Linked DNA regions of Mus musculus: regions 1 and 3 are each linked to region 2. A link is a contact called in public Hi-C and targeted proximity ligation data. All regions are on one chromosome and are shown on one strand. The core of a region is the stretch at or near the end of the contact, and the rest is flanking DNA. Distances in the headings are between cores, read along the strand shown. Region 1 overlaps Gna14 (guanine nucleotide binding protein, alpha 14). Region 2 overlaps Gnaq (guanine nucleotide binding protein, alpha q polypeptide). Region 3 overlaps Gna14 (guanine nucleotide binding protein, alpha 14).

Evidence for each region. Hi-C and Micro-C count contacts between places; a contact is called where the count stands out from the background.
Region 1: a targeted proximity ligation map of the NIH/3T3 cell line shows a contact between it and region 2, with 30 read pairs. A contact is called at or near these places in 2 of 484 Hi-C or Micro-C datasets (embryonic stem cells and stem cell-derived epiblast-like cells) and 3 of 130 datasets of targeted methods (the NIH/3T3 cell line, embryonic fibroblasts and pancreatic cancer cells).
Region 3: a contact with region 2 is called in a Hi-C map of uterus, with 2.1 times the contacts expected there. A contact is called at or near these places in 6 of 484 Hi-C or Micro-C datasets (bone marrow-derived macrophages, embryonic fibroblasts, myeloid progenitors and 2 more) and 6 of 130 datasets of targeted methods (the NIH/3T3 cell line, embryonic fibroblasts, embryonic stem cells and 2 more).

Annotation. Positions count from the first base shown.
Region 1 is chr19:16,561,194-16,564,928 of GRCm38.p6, reverse strand. All of the region lies in intron 2 of Gna14 (guanine nucleotide binding protein, alpha 14), which reads right to left. Among named protein-coding and RNA genes, the nearest start is that of Gm41811, 20 kb to the left of the region's middle.
Region 2 is chr19:16,384,756-16,388,215 of GRCm38.p6, reverse strand. Gnaq (guanine nucleotide binding protein, alpha q polypeptide) reads right to left here. Exons shown (of 7, transcript NM_008139.6): 7 at 1-3,460. Among named protein-coding and RNA genes, the nearest start is that of Gna14, 49 kb to the left of the region's middle.
Region 3 is chr19:16,597,251-16,601,118 of GRCm38.p6, reverse strand. It overlaps Gna14 (guanine nucleotide binding protein, alpha 14), which reads right to left. Exons shown (of 7, transcript NM_008137.4): 3 at 2,025-2,179. Among named protein-coding and RNA genes, the nearest start is that of Gm41811, 16 kb to the right of the region's middle.

The DNA.
Region 1 (3,735 bases), core at 1,014-3,513, 180 kb before region 2:
TCTCTCTCTCTCTCTCTCTCTCTCTCTCTCTCTCTCTGTGTGTGTGTGTGTGTGTGTGTGTGTGTGTGTGTGTGTATGTGTGTGTTATCCAGGGTGGGATTGCCACTTCTCAGAGGAGAAGGGGAAGGGAAAATGGAGGGAGAATCTGCATGAGGGGGTATGGGGAGAAAGGGGAGACTAATATTGGGATGTGAAACAAATACATTAAAAAAGGAAGGGAGGAAAGGAAAGAAGAAAAGAAAAAGAGAAAGAAAGAAGAGACAAGAAGAGGAGAGGAGAGGAGAGGAGAGGAGAGGAGAGGAGAGGAGAGGAAGAGGAAGAGGAAGAGGAAGAGGAAGAGGAAGAGGAAGAGGAAGAGGAAGGGAGGGGAGGGGAGGGGAGGGGAGGGGAGGGGAGGGGAGGGGAGGGGAGGGGAGGAGAGGAGAGGAGAAGAGAAGAGAAGAGAAGAGAAGAGAAGAGAAGAGAAGAGAAGAGAAGAGAAGAGAAAAGAAAAGAAAAGAAAAGAAAAGAAAAGAAAAGAAAAGAAAAGAAAAGAAAAGAAAAGAAAAAGAAATCTTCCTATTCCCCTCCCACCTCCAGCCTGGCAGAAGCTGTTGTAGGAAGTCTTCCTTTCCTGGATGTCTTCCTTTTCTGGAAGTCACAGGGGAGCTTTCTAAGCAGTGGAAGTGCAGGCTACATGAATGATAATGCTTATTGGTTTCATCTCTAGTTCCAGATTGTTTCAGAGAACTCAGAACCAAGACAGAGAGGAGGAAGAACCAGGCATGGCCTACTCTCTTACAGTCATCCATAGCAAACTCACTTGGGCATGAATTCTACTCCTGCTGGGTAGACAACACTGGGCCAGTAATTTCAAACCAAGCTCCCCAGCTCCCAGTAGTGTAGCTATGGTAAAGGAATTGAACCTCATTGAGACTTTCTTGACCTACAGACTAAAAGCACCGCCTCCTAAGCTGTGAGCTGACCTGGGTGGGGTTCATGTCCCTACCTTATGCCTTCCTGACACCATGGACTCATTCATCTCTGATAATTACTACACAGCTGTGAAATGTTCTACTGATGTATTTCCTTCCCCATGAACTGAGAGATTCTTAAAAACCACCACATATTACATATGCATAGTCATTTATCATTTCTGTGTTGGAAATTTTCAAACTCTTCTGCTCTATATAAATATATAGCATGTGTTTGTCATAGCCATACGGCTGTACTGCAGGACACTAAATCTCATTCCTATCATGCAATTGCAATGTAGCACACGTTACCAAACCTCCCCTATCCCCAACCTGTGCTGCCTCCAGTGACTGAGGTTCTACAATCCACTTCTGTAAAATTAACTCTTAATATATGGTTTTCTGTGCCTGGCTTATTTCACTTAACACAATACCTTTGTGAACTGTCAACTTTTTGAGGATAAGGGCAATGCACCTGTTACATAAAAATGTTCTAGGAACTTTTCAGGGAAAAGCTTATTGAGAACAAACAGATTTATGATATAACACATTATATTCAGGCATTTTATGACATATAAAACCCAGAGACAAGTACCATATAACTATTTGTCCACACAAATTAGTACAAATGGTGTTGGCAGCCAGTGTCACCAGCTTAGAGCAATGCTTCCTTCCATTGCTGTACCTGTAACTGTGTCTTTGATGGTAACAGAGTCCCTCAAGACAATGAAGTCAGCCATCTGGAGTCAAAGTCAAACATACTATTTACATTTCACTGCAAACGATTTGACCTCTTTGTTTCTGGCTTCTCTTCAGTAAAGTAGATGGGAACAAGCTGTGCCTGGGCAACCCTCGATTTCCTAGGTTAACAACACACCTTGAACAAGCCTAGGCCCACAGCAGATACTCAGACCGTACAATGCAGTTATTGAGGGGGAAATAGATGTAGAAATCACCCTCTAGGTTTACAGTAGACACTGTGTGACTGAATAAGACTCAGTGTAATGGAGAACACCTTTAAAATAACAAGTTTGATTAATATTCCATGGCTGGAGGCAGGCCAATGTATTAGTCAGTTTACGGTTGCCTCTCAACACCCAGGTCTCCGCTGCGAGTGCCACGGAAATAGCTTTTCCCACACTGTGATGATCAATCTTAGAACCATAGATGGGTTATTATGGCTTAAATGTGGAAAGTCCCCATCACGAGCCTTCATGATGCATTGAACATTTGGTCCCTCACTAGTGGTGCTGTTTGAGAGAGACTGTAGACCTTGGGAGGTAGAACTTAGCTGCCAGACACAGGTCATAGAGTGACAGTCTGTGTGTCCTGAGTCACCACGATGTGAAGAAGTCATGCTGCGAGCCCATACTGCCAGAACCTGAGCTCTACCCTGCCGTGCTGAGCCACACGTTCTGAGCTGGGGGTCGTGTAAACCCCTTTCCTGTGAGATGCCGCTGCCGGGCATTTAGTCACAATAATGATAGAAGGAAACAATGCATGGGCTTCTCTGCCCTTCCAGACTCAGTGGAAAACAGGATGAAAGCTGTGGGCTCCAGGGAGTAGGTCACTGCCTTTGAGTTTCCTCATGTCTCCACTCTAAAAGGTCCCAGAGCACAGCAAAATCCACAGACTTTTGGAGAATGCTAGCAGCCACAGGGGATAGGAAGAGCTCCAATTCTGGCACAATGTAAGAGCAAGCATGCTACTACAGATCAGGGAAATGATAGGGAAAGGGCACATGACCAGGGATCCACCAAACATGCTGAAACCTAAAATATGGGACAGATTGAGTTAGCTGCTAGCTCTGATACTTGTTAACACACTATTTAAAGCACTAGCTTTCTAAATAGTGTTTGTATTATTTTTTTTATTTTTTTTTATTTTTTGGTTTTTCGAGACAGGGTTTCTCTGTGTAGCCTTGGCTGTCCTGGAACTCACTCTGTAGACCAGGCTGGCCTCGAACTCAGAAATCCACTTGCCTCTGCCTCCCAAGTGCTGGGATTAAAGGCGTGTGCCACCACGCCCGGCTTTGTATTATTTTTTATTTCAAAAGCACATTTCATTTTTCATGATTACAATGGTTCATTACAACATTCATAGATTATTAAACAAAAATCCCAGTCTCCACTGTAGGATACCTGACTTTATTTTGCTTGGGGTAGGAAAGGCCAAGAGAATCCTTAAAACAATACAGGCTCTTGCCATTGTCCTTGGTTGCTGGCCAGAACTTGATGGTAAGACCATATTGCTGAACATGCTATATTCTTTGGTCTCAGACATGGAAAAATCAAGCTGGTATTGATCAGGAAATTTCCTTCCTGATCACTACCTTCCATACTGCCAGAAGGTACCATGCTTATTACTGTCTAAGAAAAGCCATCAACAGCCTTAGCCAGCTGTGACTCTCCAGCTGTGAGCTACAGGAACAACTGGCCTGGTAACATATACACATTGTTGTTATAGTAGGATAAACGTTACAGAGATAACCAATGACTTTCTGATTAGATTTAAGGCTTCCTTCACAAGAGAAACTCACGTCTACCTGGTACTACAAACCTGGCTAGTAACCCAGTGACTTGGAAAATCAGAAACCCTAGAGGAGAATCTATTAAAATTATTTTGCTAAATGGACATAATATCAAACTGCCTTCTAAATACTTATCTTCATATCCAAAGATCAGTTCAACTCTCAGATCTTATTGGAGAAGCTTTGTTCATTGCGGTGGGCAACAATTAATACAGAGACTCACAGATGAATAAGTGACCGTGGAGTCCTCAA
Region 2 (3,460 bases), core at 621-3,120:
GTTTCAATGAGAGTGACCTCTACAAACTTACATAGTGTTTTTTTTCCACTTTCTTTTCTAATCCTACAAACGGCTTGCTGAATGATCTATTTCCCTGCGTTCTCTTCCTGGCTGCCAGAGCTTCCATGAAAGACAGAATTCCTTTATCTAAGTAAGATCCAATTTTACCTCGTGTCTGGTTTTGTAACACGAAAATGTTATTCAACTTTGGGTTTAAACTGTATGGCGTGATGGGTGTCTCCATAGTAGATATGAGAGTGGGGAGGACGTATCTGAGCACCTACTGTGCATCAGGTGTGCATGCATACTCTGGACAGGTGACTCTAGAGGCAAGAACGCTACTGCAGGGTGGCGGAAGCGGGGGGGATGGTGGCAAACAGGACAACTGCGAGAAGAACAGAGTGTGGACGTCCAGCAGGTTATCTGTGGGATGGCAGGTGCCCGGCTTCCCAAACGTTGGCCTAATCACACAGAAGTAAGCATTCGTTTCTCCTGTCGAGAGAACCACAATGGGATCTCAAAGACACAAGTGCCAGGACATCTAGGAATGCTGCCTATATTGGAAGAGTGCGGAGACAGATAAACACACATTATTAGCTTCCACTTTTGTATGTGTTTCTAACCAAAGGTTTCTCTTTTGAATCAAATATTAAAGTATGTCCAAGTACACCTTAGTTGTATCAATCGAGATGCTGTTAGTTACCATGTGAGTGGCTTGAAAGCCTTACGTAATTTTAAGAAGAGCAGCGATATACATTACAATATTTGGGTACACTTTATTTTATATGGGTTAACATTCTGCTATGTTTCACTTCATTCGTTCTTTTGAGAAACTGAGAACAAAGGGGCGCTGGGGTCATCTGAGGGAATCTGAGTCTTGCGGTGTCTTGTTATGCAGCCCTTTCTTCCCATTATTAGTTTTATTTTTTGCAAATAATCAAGTCATTTTGACCCAAATCCAGCATAAACAGCTTTTCACCAATTCCTACTTAAGACAACTAAAATTTACAATCATGTGGCAGTATAAATTTTTAAATTACAATTCGTACAACTTGACAATCAATAGAAGTCTGAAGTACAAAAAGTAAATTGCCCTTTGGCTGAATTACCCTTTAAAATGATTAGGCCTGCTAATGTAATCTAAACAAAAACAAAACAAAACAAAGCCCCCAAGCCCCCAAGTTCCAGGTGTTCTTTAAATATCGCCGTGGATGCCACCTGCCAGTAAACAATATACGCAGGCTCCTAAGAAGAATTTCCCAGCTACTCAGGACATTCAACAGAGCTCTTCCTAAGGAAACGATAAGGAAAACCCAACAGGCTCTGTAAGACTTAACTGACTTCTGCATGGGCGTGTGTTTTCCCTTTGTTTCAGACATGAGGCACAGACTTCTGAATTTAAGCTCTGTAAGGCATAGTATAAACCTCCAATTTACAAATAGGAATTCTCTGTGGGTGGGAACTGCCGTATCACACACAAAAGGGCGACATCATCTGTAAACGGCACACTCATGTGCTGAGTGACTCATGAGATGGCTGCTTGCCTTGGTATGCTGAGGAAAGGTTTCTGTGGTCTGTGTTTTGCTTCTGAATAAGACATGCCCAAGTCACCATAACGCTCATCACAAGCCTCCATTACCTAGAGCATCGACAACAGGAACACTTGCAATCACAATAGAAGAGAAAGCATATGAGTAAACTTTGTTTTTGTACAAAACTAAGAAGCCCTTCCCGCCCCTCACCCCTTCAATAAAACCCCAAACGAGAAACAACAACAAAATTAGTTTTAGCTTCATTGACTAGTGTGGATAGAGTAAGGTGTGCAGGCACCACTGCAGCTAGGGTGATCAATGTTTTCCCTTCTCAGAAGAAGGGACTCTGTCATGCACCCCAGGATGTGCAGTGAGGCCAGACTTCAACTCTGTGCAGCAGCAAGCTGCACCCTCAATTCATAAAGACAACGTGGCCACCTCTCCCTGCCTTACTCAGCAGCTCTGAGCTTGGTATCAGCACGGCTCAGCTCCATCCACTACAGCTCTATTAGACAGAACAGCTCGCTTCCTTAGGACGGTTAACACTTATGATCCTGGGATGAGGTTTTCTCTATACACTGCAGGCCATCAAATGTTACTTTTTTCTTCTTTTTTGTCTTTTTGTGTTTTTAAATTTTTTTGTTTTTATTTTTTGTTTTGTTTGTTTTGTTTTTGTTTTTGTTTTTTTTGTTTTTTTGTTTTTTGCTGCACCAAATTTAAGGTTGCCCTTTCAGGCAAGCAGTGGTCTCTAGCTGATAAAACATTTCCTTAGTGGATCACAAATAGCTTCTAAAACTGCCTTTCTAATAAAGGCCACCAGAGAGGTAATGCTAAACTGTGCATTTGCCAAATAAGAATATGAATCGTATAAAAGCTCATATTCCAACCCCAGGTCAAATGGCAAAAGGTCTACAAAGTTGGTCTCCGTGTTTGTATAAAAGCTCTGACGGATGGTGTGTGTTTGCTATGAAATTACCTTTGGGTCTTAGGTCAGCACACCTCTACTCAGGAATGTGCAAATGATTTTAGACAGCACGATGCTAGTACCGCTCTGTACAATAGTAAGGGTTTTTTTTTTTTTCTTCTTTTCTAAATGGAAAAAAATATCCCTAGTCAGAAATAAACTGACAAATTTACATTCTCCTCTCTTAAAAAAGTAAATAAAATAACATTATTCAAAATGTGAATTAGCTATAAGACATACAATTACATAGATACATATCAATACAGCACATTCAATCTGCCAAAAAATTAATGATTACAAAGCCAGTATGGATGTTGCAATATCAAGAGAGATGTATGTACAACGATCAGAGCATTCATAATTGCACTATACCTACAGGCAGTCTGTTAATTAAATTACAGGGGCTTTCTAGAGCAAGGGATGAAAGAGCCAGGAGAGTAACACATGAGAGCACTTCATTACCAGTCAGCAATGTCCGTGTTCATACAGTGAGCTGGTCACTCTCCCAGCTTTGCTATTCAAGAAAAGTGATGTCTATGGAGTTGAGATTAGTGCCAAGCGCTAATGAGACCAGCATCGAGGTCTGACTTCCCGGCAGCCTTAGAGCGCTCGCCATCTACTTAAATCACACACTGATGCAGGCTGCTTGACAGGCTCACTCACACACGTTCGGCACAGTTTGCATCTGCGGACAAATTGCACATGGAGAATTCCAAACATCCCTCCTAGTATGATCGTCACATAAATACATGCTTGACGGAACACTGAGCGGTGACTTTTGATAAGTCCACAATCTTTCTTAGGTTCAAGCGCCCAATTCGAGATCCTGAAGGTGGTAAAGCCAGCTCACTATTCCCTGCCCCCTCCCCGCCCCCAAACCAAAAGTGTTAGGATAATACTATCCACCAGTGTTCTTGGCAGATTCACTCGAACGTAAGGAGAATAAAGAGCTAATGAAACTAAC
Region 3 (3,868 bases), core at 1,124-3,623, 210 kb before region 2:
TGCAAAGCTAAGGACAAGAACTCATAAGTTTTCAGTCTAGTGCCATTCTGAGTAGTAAGATAACATCGGTGGCTGTGCCAAGGGGGGAAACACACGTTTTCTAGTGTAGCCACACTGTGTACACTGCCCACCTGCCAGTCACTCATTAGCTGTCGCAGCTCTCACACTGTGTCATGGGGTCACACTGCCAATAACGAGTAGCTCTATTCTTAACTACCTTAGTTTTAGCCTGTGTCCATCTCTTGCTGTTACGTTTATAAGTTCATTTTATCATGCTTATGTATGTAAAGAACAAATACAGAATGCAGTATCATTTGTGATTTGGAGCATCTGCTAGGGACTCTGGAAAGCGGTCCAAAATTAGGTTAAGTGGGAGGCAAGGAAGACACACTACAGTGATTGATTAATTGATTGATTGACTGAACCAGCAGACTACATTGTCTGAGATTAGAGGTCACTAACTGGTTGCCACATAGCCCTTAGCACACTATCTGGTACACTCATTTGCACAGTATAAATGACATCTAATTACGCAGACATTACTAGCAGATGACTGAGAACCACTGACTTGGACCAAGAAAATGCACAAGTAACTTATGTCATAGTGGGGGTGGGGGTTGTTGTTCTGTTTCATTTTGCTTTTTTTGCTATTTTGAGACAGGGTCTAACTCAGGTTGCCTGCTGACCTGAAACTCACCTGACTGAGAATGTCTAAGAATGTTTGACCCCCTGCTCTCACTTCTCCAGTGCTGGTAGCTAGGCATGTAACCACCATATCCATGACGCTCAAGGCTGGCAACTACTTCCCTTATTAAATGCTATTGTCTTCTGTACAACTCTGTTCACCTCCCCAGTCACCCCTCACACGCCTGGCAGCGAGCGGACTTGCTTCTGTTTTCAAGATTTACGCTGAGTTAATCTTACAGTCATTCTGGCAAGCGTTCTCCAAATGGATGTAAATCCAGAGGCTCATCTCAGAGCCAGTAACAGTGGGCCGCTTCTGGGAGGAAACAGGAGAACCCACTAGCTTTTGGACAGAATGCTCATCTCATTGGGAGGCTAGCTTCCTCCCCTCTCTGCTGCCAGTCTAGCGTCTTAGTGGTTTCTTTCCTTCTCCCCCCACCCTGCCCCCCGACATCGTGCTTTTCTGCTGATGTAATTAGATCAATTGTGCCAAGCTGGATTGAACTGAGTGCTGCATGGGACAAATGTCTAGGCAAAGTCATTAAAAGCCATGGGCCTTAACGATGCCTTCCCTGACAGCTGCTTTGTCCAGTCCAAGCTAGTTCAGGAAGAGGCCAACATGTAAAAGGAACGGAGTGGGTTTGGGGAGTTTCGTGGTCCTGGGAGGAGGAACCAAACTGCAGGAGCATAAACAAGCTGCAACCCCAAGAAGTAAGCTGTGTGCTCAGTCACCTGTGGGTCACAGCCAGCCCTAGGGGACTCTTAAGAAAGAAGAAATGTTGTGATATCTCCAAGATAGTATGCGATAGAAATTTTGATGATGTTGATGGTTTAAATCTAAAGCTTTATGGATCCCAAATACATTAAGTGGTTGACTTTCTGAGAGGGTCAAATAAGCCAGCCGAGAGGCCTGTGTGCTGGTCTTGCAATGCCAATGTCTATCACTAGAGGGCACTACAAGATCGGCAACCAATTTAAGCAAAGCCTAAGCCCGCCTGCAGTTTCCAGAGGGATACAGAGAGGAAGAAAGCGGAAAAACCACAGGCAGGTGTGTTCTTTGCTTAAATCATAACCTCTGCTCCAAAACTTAGATCCGTTCCACTAAAGGAATCTCCAACTTAATTGGGTGAGAGAAGGTGGCTGCTAACCCCAAGGGACATCTGGGACAGAGAATTAGGGGAGAAGAGGCCAAGAAGCAGGCCAGGAGGTCAGGGGAAACACCCACCCACACACATCCTCACTCCCCCACCCACCCCCACCCACACCCCCTGCCTCTCTGCCTCCTGGGAAGTGAAGCCTTGCAGAGTTGGCTTAGCAGCAGCTGCCGGCTGAGTACTCACTATTTGGCAGAGTCTGACAGCTGGTACTCCCTCCTCCTGTCGTAACACTCCTGGATTCCGGGATCCAGCCACAGCTGCTTGATGGCTGCCACCTGGTCTCTAGAGAGTGCAGTGACCTTGTCTACTTCCACTTCCCTGATGATCTGGGCATTTTCCTGTCCAACGGAAAGGAAATACCACGTTGAGCACAGAAAAGCATGACAGATAAGGGGATGATCTGGGGTGGAGGGCTCTGACAGGTGCTGGGCTGTGCACAGCCAAACCCTCAGAAACCAGAAGACTAGGCGGGGTGATTTGGTTGCTCAGTCTAGAGACGTGAAACAGACCGCACTAGACCTGCGCCTCCAGTCCAGCAATAGCAGAGGCAGCTGCTCAGACCCGGCACCCAGGTGTGAACAGAGACACCCACGCCCTGTAGCCACTTTCACTTTTCCCACTTTCTGTTCATTCCAACATCTATGTAGCCAGCAATGGACATAAACTGTTGTATCAGTCACAAACCAGGATTGTTTGGTTAGAAGTGGACTGGCCCCAGGTGTAAGAACAGGGACACACTCTCTCTGTAAACGGAAAAATCAGTGCCAACTGTCACCCTGCCCTTTTTCTCCCTCTTAAGTTTTTTTTTTTTCCTTTTCTTTTTCTTTGTATTTCTTTGAAGTAGATTTTACTTTGTAGAGCAGCATTAAGATTCAGCAGAAATCTTCAGCTCAACAGAAAGTTCCCATATGCCAGCCACGTAGTCCTGTGCATCAATCAGCGCACAGTTCTTTCCCACCTAGGAACCACTCCCAGATCACCTGCTCTGCACGACAACTACTAGACAGTGTTTATTGTAGCTATTACTCCGTTAGCACACTAAGGATTACAGGCAGGAGCTCTGTGAGAGTGTATGCCCAGTGGATACTTCTCACTTGCAATCCTAGCGCATATCCATCGCACCTGAACCTCTGCATGTGATTCCTTCCACTGTCCTTAGCCAGAGAGCGTGATCCAGGGTCCTGGAGGGCCTTGAGTAGAGCATAGGTACTGTCCCCAACCTTCTGGCTTCCCATTGCCGCTCTGTTGTTTCCTCTTGCCCTATGACTGCCCTCTACCCTCTACATCTGAAGTGGCCATGTGCCTCTGTCTTCAAACAAGTCCGGGAAAACTCCACAAAAGCAGAGTAAAAAATCTCACTTGTGCTTTTATCCAAGAGTTCAGCTCCTTTTCTGCAAGCAGTTGGTGCTTTCTTTGATAATGTGAGCTCAATAAACACATGTGGCACATGTATCTATGTAGCATGTCAGAAATCCACAGCCATGGGATATGACTAGTGTGGGGAGACGCCTTGCAGAGAGGGGGGAGTCCACAGAGGAATCTGGGGATTCACGGTGGTGCCTCTCAGCCAGTTACCTCGCTAACTCCGCCCCTTCTTGCATGTCATGCACCATAGGCTGTTTTCTTAAATTTAACAATGAAGTCCAGCTTTGCTGTTGAGAATTAAAGCCAAACAGTTGACAGAGGACTGGGTGGGGCACTGCCATGCTACATGGCAGGGGGGGTGGGGGAGGATGAGGGGAATAGAGGGATGGGGGAGGGGGAAGGTTGGTCAGCATCAATGTATGCCCAGGAAGCAGATGAATAAAGTGAGCCTGCTGGTCTTAAGAGTCTCAGGGAGAAGCAGTCAGACTGGAAGACAGAAGAGTTTGGGAGCAAGCCAGCAGTTGCAGAAACATCACCGATGACCAGGCTCTCATAGAGAGTTCAGCACGGACGTGGATGAACGTGGCAGAATAACTCGTTATTTTACACAACTGCAATATACTAATAAGAAGGGGAAACACAGGGCTCAACAAGAACTTTCC